2 separate regions of the Mus musculus genome follow, and region 2 is linked to region 1. A link is a contact called in public promoter capture Hi-C data. All regions are on one chromosome and are shown on one strand. Each heading gives the region's core, a stretch centred on a gene start, on an enhancer-like site or on the middle of the called end of the contact. The rest is flanking DNA. Distances are from core to core; before and after follow the strand shown. Region 1 holds the start of C330020E22Rik (RIKEN cDNA C330020E22 gene). Region 2 holds the start of Tinagl1 (tubulointerstitial nephritis antigen-like 1).

Evidence for each region. Promoter capture Hi-C pulls out the DNA fragments that hold promoters and counts their contacts.
Region 2: a promoter capture Hi-C map of liver shows a contact between it and region 1, with 2.9 times the contacts expected there. The contact joins the promoter of Tinagl1 here to the promoter of C330020E22Rik in region 1. A contact is called at or near these places in 2 of 39 promoter capture datasets (liver and pre-B cells).

Annotation. Positions count from the first base shown.
Region 1 is chr4:129,380,199-129,385,449 of GRCm38.p6, forward strand. C330020E22Rik (RIKEN cDNA C330020E22 gene) reads left to right here and starts at 2,521. Exons shown (of 3, transcript NR_151530.1): 1 at 2,521-2,767.
Region 2 is chr4:130,172,388-130,177,638 of GRCm38.p6, forward strand. It overlaps Tinagl1 (tubulointerstitial nephritis antigen-like 1), which reads right to left and starts at 2,415. Exons shown (of 12, transcript NM_001168333.1): 1 at 2,336-2,415; 2 at 1,506-1,820; 3 at 545-608. The coding sequence starts at 1,812. It overlaps Gm52490 (a long non-coding RNA gene), which reads left to right and starts at 935. Exons shown (of 3, transcript XR_003955116.1): 1 at 935-984; 2 at 1,325-1,384; 3 at 5,232-5,251.

The DNA of each region.
Region 1 (5,251 bases), core at 1,271-3,770:
CTATACCCCACCGAATCATACACAGTAGTAAATCTCAACAGTTTGGGGGGGAAAAGGTTTGGGGTTTTTTGTTGTTGTTGTTGTTGTTTGATTGGTTGGTTGGCTGGTTTTGGTTTTTTTCGAGACAGAGTTTCTCTGTGTAGCCCTGGCTGTCCTGGAACTCACTTTGTAGACCAGCCTGGCCTTGAACTCAGAAATCCACCTGCCTCTGCCTCCCAAGTGCTGGGATTAAAGGCGTGCACCAACATGCCCAGCTAAGGTTTGTTTTTGGAACAGGGTTTTACCCGCCTCTTCCTGCTGTCTTGGAACTTCTGAGTTCAGCCTATCCTGGTGTTTCAACCACCCAAGGAGCTGGGGAGGGAGGTGTGTGCCCCTAGGCCTAGCCAGAGGTTTTATTTTAGTGTTAGTGAATTAAAACTGTCAACAGAGCTAGGCATGGTGGAAGACCGGGCATTCTAAGCTAGCCTGGGCTAAACGCCACCTGGCCCTTTCCTCAAAAATAGATGAACAAACACAGAACAAGTTCGATAACCGTGTTCCAGAAGGGAACATAAGGCTGGCCATGAACTGGATTGCAAGGAAGAAGAAATGGAGTTTCTTTTATCTTCACCCTGCTAACTTCAGTAGCTCCCACGCTATTCAGCCACCCCCTCTTCCAGTACTTCTTTGGTCTTTCTCGCTGTTGTAGATCGTTGTTTTTCATTCTTAAAATTCTCCCTAGTTCATATTCTTACAGAGGAGAATTCATTCCAAGTTTTAAGTTTGTTTTTTTTTTTTAAATTTTATGTTCATGAATGTTTTTTTCTGGCCTGTATATCTGTGGACCTTGAATGTGCCTGCTGCCAGTGGTGAAGAACAGAGAGGGTATTCGATCCCCTGGGACTGGAGTTAGGATATTCATGAGCCACCTCAGGGCCCAAACCACGGTCCCTGTGAGAGCAACCAGGGCTCTTAACCACGAAGCCATCTCTCCCTCATCTCTTTCCAACTTTACAGAAATTTATTCAACACCTACGGTTGGGTTGGGTTTCAGATCTGGGACAAGAGTCTGAGATGCACACTTAGCATACCAAAGTGAACCTGGTGCTGCTCCCAGAAGCTCCCAGCATCCCTCCTTCGCTACCTGTTACAGGCACAGCTGGCCCACCCCGCCCTCTGCCCTGAACTTTCCAGCACAGAGGCTGCGCTGCCCCTCCCCCAGAAGCCCCTCCCTACATGATGCAGACATTTTGGTCTCCTCTTGCTCCCTGCCTTCTCCACATTTTCTCTCTCCCTGCGGACTTCCGAATTTTCTCTTTCTCTTCCCCGTCCCCTCTGTCTCCCTCCCTATGGTGACTTCCCTGTCTCATTCCTTGGGACCAGTGAACCCACCCAAGAGCTGCCCCCTCAATAAACCTGCCTTTGTATGATTTAGCTGGGATTGGCTGATTTCATCAGCAGAGAATAATTTATCAACCTACTAAGTGCAAGGTGTTTCTTGTTGTCTCTTGAAATACAATAGTGAAGCCGGGCGTGGTGGTGCATGCCTTTAATCCCAGCAGAGGCAGGTGGATTTCTGAGTTCGAGGCCAGCCTGGTCTACAAAGTGAGTTCCAGGACAGCCAGGGCTACACAGAGAAACCCTATCTCGAAAAAAACACAGACAGACAGACAGACAGACAGACAGAAAGACAGTAGTGAATAAAAACTCTTAGCCCAGTAGGGCAATAATCCAGCTCTCAAGAGGCAGAAGCAGGAGGATCTCTTGCAAGGATCCGTGATTAGCAGAATAATGATACTGGAGACTCAAATAGCTAGCGTGTGCAAAAGCAAAGAGTTTTGTTTTGTTTTTTTATTCTGCAGAAGTCCAGCATGCAGGGGTCTACCATTTACCAAGATGGAGACACCCATGTGAGCGCACAGGCACAATTTAAAGCAGATTAGAATTCCTGGGGGGGGGGGGGATGACCTTTATCTTGATTGGTTGGCTCGATCTCTAGGAGTATGGGTGTCTTTGGGATTGGCTAGGGCTCTGGAGACTTCCCAGAACTGTTGGGGGAGCCTGGAAACTGTTGCTGGGGAGCCTGGAAACTGTTCCTGACTCTTTGCTCTTGCGGTGGTCACGTGGTACGGCGGCTTCCGATGGAGAGGCAGCTTCTGATTGGCTGCCCCGGGCCTGGTATTATTATTATTATTTTTTTTTATTTAGTAACCGACTTGAACAGTCTTGCCCAGGCCTAGAAATTTAGGTCTAGTCTCCACAACTACCAGTTTGAAGCCTGTCATGGAGTCAGCCTGTCTCGGTCCTCTCTGCGTTCCAGGCCAGCCTAGTCTACAGAGCGAGTTCCAGCACAGCCAGGGCTGTTACACAGAGAAATCTTCTCTTGAAAAAAAACACAAAAACAAGAGTCAGGCATGATGGTGGTTGTGTAACTGTCCCTCTGGGATTAAAACATTCCATCCCTCAGGGAGTCAAGCAACAGAAAAATAACTTCAAGAACTCCCTGAAACTGGACAGATTCCCCAAGTCCCTCCCTGCTGCAGGAAGCAGAGCTGAGCTTTACAGACTCAGAGCAGAAGAGCTGTCCTGAAGAGATGTAGTTCAGTGGAGGTACCAGGGAAAGGACTCTCTCCAGCCTGCAGGCTGTCACTCCTGCTGGCTGGGCCTGGATGGTGCCTGAAGGCTGCAGTGGGCTCCTGCTTTCCCAGCTCCTGTGAGCTTTCACTCCTGTTGGATGGTGCCTTTCAGTCATTTCTGCTGCTGTAAGTAGCCCATCACCCACATTCCTGTAAGTAACCCCAATGAAGTTCATTGTTTCACCAAGCTGGACTCTGGTGGTTTCTGTACTTTAGCCTGTCATGGGTTTCCTATCTGGGTGGGTAGAGAGGAGTATGCTGTGTTCCCCAGGAAGAGTTTTTGTCACACAACAGTGACACACATCTTCAATCCCAGTACCTGGGAGGCAGAGGTAGCCAGAACCACTGTGGGTTCAGGACAGCTTGATCTACATAGATAGTACCAGCCTATCGGGACTGTCAAAAAAAAAAAAAAGAAAAAGAAAAGAAAGAAAGAAAAGGAGGAGCTTAGAAGACCAGTTTATGTTGTCTGTTTGTTTAGTTTTAGTTTGGTGGAATCAAGAGAGTCATAAAGACAATAAAAACCAGCTTGGAGATGCTGAAAATGAGGTATCTCTGTGCTAGAGGCAGACATCTTCATCCTTTCCTTATGTGTGTCATACAGAAGGACATCTTCATCCTCTCTGTTTGCATGTCCTCCAAAACCCATAATTTTGAGAATTCTTTACCTTGTGGTTAACTGGTAGGAAGTAGAGCCTACCTTCTGCAATAGAATATGAAAATACCAATGGCTCGATTTCCCAGAATTCCTTGCAGATACAAAGGCCATTGTGTACACTTTGACAATCAGATGTACCACTTTGAAGAGGGAGTTACAACACCAATACCCAAGAACCACAGAGGACCCTTTCCCAGCAGCAGCGACAGTTACAGCAGTAGCTCCGGGTGCCATGGGACCATGCCTGGAATGGTATCACCATCACCTCGGTCCAATGCTCTTGTGCTGGCTGGCAGTCCCTGGTTGCCAAGAGCAGTGTTGGTGTCCTCTCTGGGACAGTTATGCTATGACTTTGGCTATTGTTCCTGGCTGCCTTCCATCCTTGTGTTTGAACTCTTCCTGTGAACTTCTAATATAAATTCATTTCTGCTTAAGTTAGAATCTTTTTTTTTTTTTTAAAGATTTATTTATTTATTATATGAAAGTACACTGTAGTTGTCTTCAGATACACCAGAAGAGAGCATCAGATCTCATTACGGGTGGTTGTGAGCCACCATGTGGTTGCTGGGATTTGAACTTTGGACCTTTGGAAGAGCAGTCGGGTGCTCTTACCCACTGAGCCATCTCACCAGCCCCTTAAGTTAGAATCTTAATAAGTAAGTTGTTTGAGATAAATATTAGTCATCGACAGCTGTTGGTAACACAAGCCTTTAACTCTACTGCTTAGAAGGTCTCAAAAAGCAAATTGGGAAGGAAAGTGTTCTTTTGGCTCACAAGGACCAATCTCAGGCCACCTTTGAAACCCAGGGCAGGAGCCTGAAGGCTGGAACTGAGGCAGAACCTAGAGAGAGGTTACTACTGCCCTGTAGGAGCCACCTCCATTCAAGGCCAGCCTGGATTCTATGAGACCCTAGCTCTTGAAACACAATTTGTCAGCTGTGTTATATAGATCTGAATGAAATCATTCATTTGGGTAGCGAGAATCTGAACCGAGAGGAGAGAGTTTGGATCTAGGGAGGGGGGAGGGAGAATCTGAACCGAGTGGAGAGAGTTTGGATCTAGGGAGGAGGGAGGGAGTGTCCTCTGCTTTACAACCAGCAGGGAGACAAGCTGGGGGAGGGAAGGGTGAAACTCAATTCAGCCCAGTCTAGGAAACCAGCGCTGAGCCAAGACTTCCAGAGCCTGACCACCAGTTTGTTTATTTTAGCACAGTGCAAATTTGGAAGAAGCTTTCTGATAACCATGAACTCATTTCCTAGAAGACGACAAAGCTTAAGACGTGCTGACACTGAAGTTCTTTATAAAGTACATATGGCTTTGTTGTCCATGAGATTTTTTTTAATATTATTTTTTTATGTATGTGAGCACACTGTAGCTGTCTTCAGACACACCAAAAGAGGGCATCAGACCCCATTACAGATGGTTGTGAGTCACCATTTGGTTGCGGGAATTGGACTCAGGACCTCTGGAAGAGCAGTCAGTGCTCTTAACCCCTGAGCCATCTCTCCAGCCCAAAGCGTTCCTGTTGATTTAGAAACAATGCTCAAGGGTCTAGGGAGAAAGACAGAAGCAAACATGATCCATCTGGGAGCCAGGACTTGGCCTGGCCCTGCGATAACAGAGAAGTCACTTTGGCTGTTGTAAAGCAAAGCAAAAAATGACATCTCTCAAAGATGAGTTTTACAGCCTAGAAGTAACGCTCAGGGTCTGGAGAGATGGCTCAGCAGGTAAGAGCACTGACTGCTCTTCAGAAGGTCCTGAGTTCAAATCCCAGCAACCACATGGTGGCTCACAACCATCTGTAATGAGATTGGATGCCCTCTTCTGGAGTGTCGGAAGACAGCTACAGTGTACTTACATATAATAAATAAATAAATAAATCTTAAAAAAAAAAAAAAGTAATGCTCAGCTCAAGGTGTGAAAGGGAGAGGGGCTAGGACAAGTGAAACATAGTTTCTGGGAGATACAGGCTGTCATT
Region 2 (5,251 bases), core at 1,165-3,664, 790 kb after region 1:
TCCAGTAAGGTCTCCATAGTTGCCACCTGATCTACTTCCCAGCTCTGAGGATGGGCTAGCCATGGCCCCTTCCTCCCCCTGCCTGGAACTGGGGGTTTGGGGGTAGGGAGAGGGCACATTCCAGGGAAGGCCCTGCTGCAGGCCACTGGCTGATGGCCAACGCAGTCATCCCTGACCCTTCATCCCGCCCAGGACAGCGGATGCTGCAGAGGTTTCCTTCCTGGCGTCCCCTTGGACTCTCCTGTGACAGCAAGCCCAGCTGGGAAGGTGGCCAGCCCAAACCAGGAGGAGTGGAGAAAAACTTCTGGCTTAGGTGTGGCCCCCAGCCAACCTAACGATGGCTGACCACTCCCAGGCTTGTGACTAGAATCTTATTATATGAGATGGCGTGGTCAGTTTGAAAGTTTCCACATTACAGATGAAAACACTTGAGGCCCAGAGAACAAAAAGAACTCATCCCTGGGAAATGGGTGATAGGGGTTGGGGCCAAGTCTGTTTGCCACATAGCGATCAAATTGAGTCCACCCCAATCTCTCACACTCACCATCGATTGCAGTTGTCCCAGTAGGTTCCGAAGACTGGGTAGATCCGGCCCCCATGCATGCACCCTACCAGAGGGAGAGAAGGAAAGAAGAAATGGCTAAATCCTCGAGGATTTTTTTTTCAGTGTTGCTTGAAAGAGTCAAGTAAGACTACACGAGGGACTTCAGGAGGAGCAGCCCCAAACCTCCCGAGCTGGTGGTAATCACACACCAATCCCAGCCCAACGAAATCTAGAGACAAACTACATCCCAAACTACATCCTAGAACATCCACGGGTTCCCACACAGGGTGCCACACACAAGCTGTTCAAGGACTCCGTTTGGGTCCATGTCGTTTCACCTGGATGCCAGCCATGACATTCCTGGTACCCTTTGTCACTCAAATGAGTTGGGACTTGCCCATGGGCATGGAAGGAGCTTTAGGAAAGAAACTGAAGCCCAGGTAAGGCAAGCAACTCCTTTTAAAAGGCCCAGCATTTTGATATAAAGCAACTAAGGCATGGGTTTTCCTTAGCCCAAAGCCCAGCAGGGTTTGGGATGCGACAGGAAGGACTTCCGTAGTTCTCCTACTGGGACAGGGAAAGGACACGTGCAGGCCATTCTCAGAGGTGCTGAATCCTAAGTGAGGTCTCTGGCTATGACAACCTGGCTGGGCCCTTCGTGCTCTATCAGCCTCAGGATGAGTCAGCAGGTGGGGCTGCCACCTTCCCCATACTGACTGAGAGATAGTGCTGGAGCCTGTCTGCCCTGCCCTAGGGCCTAACAGGACTATTTTTTTTCAGTGTTGCTTGAAAGAGTCAAGTAAGACCACACGAGGGACTTCCAGAGGGGCAGGAAACAGGGTGAGGATTTCTTTTCTACATTTTTCAAAGCCTGGAAATACCCATTATCAGCCTTGTTCCTGAGCCTCGTTGGGACTGGGAGTGACAAGGTGGCCGCTCTGCTGGCCATCTCGGTGCCCACCTTGGACGGGAGGGAAGGGGGGTGGAATCCCGAGGCAGAAGTCCCAGAAGTCGGGGCAGCAGTCAGAGACGGTGCGGTTGCAGAAGAGGTCACAGTAACAGGTGGCTCCCAGGTAGGGCAGGGCACACTCGTCAGCACGGCCTCGACAGCACATGTCCTGCTCTTGGCAGTATCTGCCACCGGCGTCCCGGATGCCCCGCAGGTGCAGCCCTGGCGCCAGCTCCCTGCGCCAACGACTCCGCCGGGCCTCCAGGGCAGCCTGGCCAGCCAGCAGCAGCAAGAGCAGCCCCAGCCAACATCCCCACATGGTGCCTCCTAGACCCGAGGAGAACAGAGGTCAGGGGTCAGAGGTGTTGGCTTCTGGAGACTCCCTAACAAACGTCAAGGGTGGGTCTCCCTTCACACGTCCTGGAGCTTTCCTAGGAGGCTCAGCAAAGCGGGGAACCCTGACTCCCGAGTCTCCGGGAGGGAAAAGACAGCACTAGATGTCAGTCCACTCATGGGACAAGAAGTAGACCCCCCTCCCTGACCTGTTTAGGGACTGTCATGGACAAGGAAATGGGACCTTGACATTTCCAACACGCATTCTCCTCTCCTGCCCTTGGTCCCTCTACCTCTCTGACGCATCTGAGTTGGATTGTTGACTCTGTGTTTCCTCCTTATGCATGCCCCCGCCCTTCTGTCCTTGTGTCCCTCTGACCCTCTGCTCTGCGTCCCTCTGACCCTCTCCTCTGTGCCTCTCTGCCCTGGGTCCTTCTCCCTCAGTGTGCCCCCTCCTCGCTGCTCCTTCTCTCAACACCCTCTACCCTCTGATCAGGGAGAGTCCCTACCTGGTGAGGGGTGTGGGCTGGACCCAGGCTGCCCTGCGCGCCTCCGCCTCCAAGCTCGAGACTGCCAGACCGAGTCAAGTGAGGAGCGCAGGGCGGGACGCTTTTTGTACCGCCCTGCCGGCAGCACCCGCCCCAACCCCGGACTGTGGGAGGGGAGGGCGGGGCCCACTTGTAGGTACCTGGAGTAGCCCTTAGCTCCGAGGGAACGGCTTAAGGACAATGTGTACGCGACTGTCCTCCTTGAGGGATCTCTTGTCAATGGAACCCTCTTCTTAGGGAGCAGAACTGCAACTCACGGAGAAAGAATTGTGGACTGATAGTAGGAAGGACTTTCCCAGCGATTTTACGAAGCTGAAAACGTGAACAGAAGCGGGCGAGGAGGCAGCTACGATCAGAGTTCAGGACTTGATAGGGACCAAGAGCTAGGGGCAAAAATCTCTAACCCCCCCCCCCAACCCGGCCCTCCAGGAAGAAAAATAGCCAGGCACATCCTTGACCCAGTGACCCTGGGCTGGGGGCCACTCCAAGCCACAGCAGCTCCCAGGAATGACAGGAATTCCCAAGGGATGATTCAGGAAGCTGCCTAGGCTCACGGAGCTCCGGGCAGCTCCTCCCCAGGAGGTGGGTGCGGTGCGGAGTCTGAGCTTACCCAGCCGCCCCTTGTGGGGTCTGCCCTCCCCCAGTGATGGGCACCTTGCCCAACACTGCCCCCTCCACCAGGCCCAAGGGCATCCTTCTTGGCCCAAGGTCCCGTGGCGGGCCCCACATCAAGGGCCCTGGCAGCTGGGGCCCCCTGCAGAGCCCCTTTCCGTTTCTGGTCTAACCTTTGCCTTGCCCTCACACAATGGGGCTTCTGTCCCTTGAGGCCTTCCGGCTGTCACTTTGTGCCTCCCCATTGTGCAAGCTCCTTCTTCCAACAGATTGGGCCCAGGGCCAGAGGACTCTCTAGGTGGAGGAAGGACACCACACCTAGACAGTTATCCTAGCCTTCTCTGGGGCAAGCAGGAGCGCGGGGATTCTCTTAGTTCTCCGAGACACCTCCCCTTAGCTGTCACTCTCTGCAGAGAGCAGTCAGTACAAGGGATTCTTGTGACCGAGCTACCCCCTGCTGTGAGGCAAGGGTGGTGAGGCACCAGGGGGTGCGGAAGCACCCAACATACAGACCTATCCATTCGTACTCTGAAAGGATCTGAGAGCACGAAGCCTAAAAGATAAACTGAGGCTCAAGAGAACAGACAAGGTCTGGATGCAGCTTCCTTGATAGAGTGCTTGCTTAGCGTGTACAGAGCCCTGAGTTCGTGTTTAGCATCGTATAAAAACTGTGGGGCTGGTGAGAATGGCTCAGTGGGCAATGGGGCTTGCCACTATACTGACGACCTGAGTTCAGCCTCTGGAATCTAGACGATGGAGAGAGAGAATAGAGTCCACAAAGCCATCCTCATAAGTCTAATGCACACAGACTGTATGTGTGCACGCATGCACATACACACCACACACACACACACACACACACACACACACACACACACACACACTTGTGCTGTAGCACATGTCAGTATTCCCAGCACTCAGGAACTGGAGGCAGAAGGATCAGAAGTTCAGGTGTGTAGCCTGTTCAAAGCCACCTTATGCTATGTGAAACCAGGAAGTGGGCGTGGCGGGGGGTGGGGGGCAGGGCACAAGTGAGTGCAGACTTATCCAAGGTTCCACAGCCAGAACACAGGCTACCCAGTGTATTCTCTCTCCTGAGGCACCCTTAGTCATATGACAGGTCTCAAGATCCTGCTGGCTGGGAAGCCCCCCCTTTCCTATTCAATCTCGATTCATCAAATCGAAAGGCAGATAGATCCCTCAGAACTGCCAACATCATCTCCCCTGGGAGGAGACTGGCTTCAACAGAACAGGCCTGGTACCTGCTTTCATGGGTCAGTCTCAAAATTCTGAGGGCTAGAGGCCATAACATTGGGTCTACCTTTGCCAAAGAGCACCCCTTCCCTGTGAGCTGCTGTGTGTGATTTCTCTCTCTCTCTCTCTCTCTCTCTCTCTCTCTCTCTCTCTCTCTCTCTCTCTCTCCCCCTCTGGCACTCACTTGCGTGAGTGAGTGTGTGTGTGTGTGTGTGTGTGTGTGTGTGTGTGTGTGTGTGTGTCTTGCTATATCCCCTGTGTGCCTCTACCTTTTTTTGGCTCTCTTTTGGTTCTTGCCTGCCTACGGAATTACCTGTCTACCTGCTATGCTCCTGTGTGTCCGTGCCCTTAGAGCTGTGTGGACAGTGTGTGTCTCTGTGACTATCCTGGGTCTGTCTGCGTGTCCAGTGTCCGTTTGTGTAAGCTGCTGGTGTCAGAATGTCGTTGAAAGCCTCTCCTACTTGTAAACACCTGTCTACTAGATGCCTGTGGACGAGCTGGGGGAACAGGGGTAGGTAGTGGGTAGCTGTTTGCCTGTCTGTGTCTGTCTGTCTACAGGAGACAGGAACTTGGAGCAGGGAGGAGGGTGGGGCCGGATCACCCCTCCACCCCTTACCCCTGTCATCACAGAGTCTGGCTCAGAGCCCACCTCAGTGGAGTCGCATGACTCATTAGATTCCTTGGCCAAGAAGCAGAGGAAAGGGCAGGGCCTGGGGGTGCCAGGGACCCCACTTTCCTGTTCCGCACAACCATCCTGGTGACTCACTTTCTAAATCTTGCTCAGAATGGGACCTTGTCCTAGAGCCTGTGACAGAACAACAGGCAAGGGACACCAGCAAGGGACACCTCTGTGCCCAGCCATCCTCTGAGACTCTATGGTGACTCTCCTCCCTCAGATGGAACCCTAAGCAGGCTGTCCCTCTCTGGGCCTTGTTTTCCTACATGTTAGCACAGCCTCCCAGGGCCTTCTTGAATTTTTTTCATTCTGCAGGTGAGACGAAGCCAGCCAGA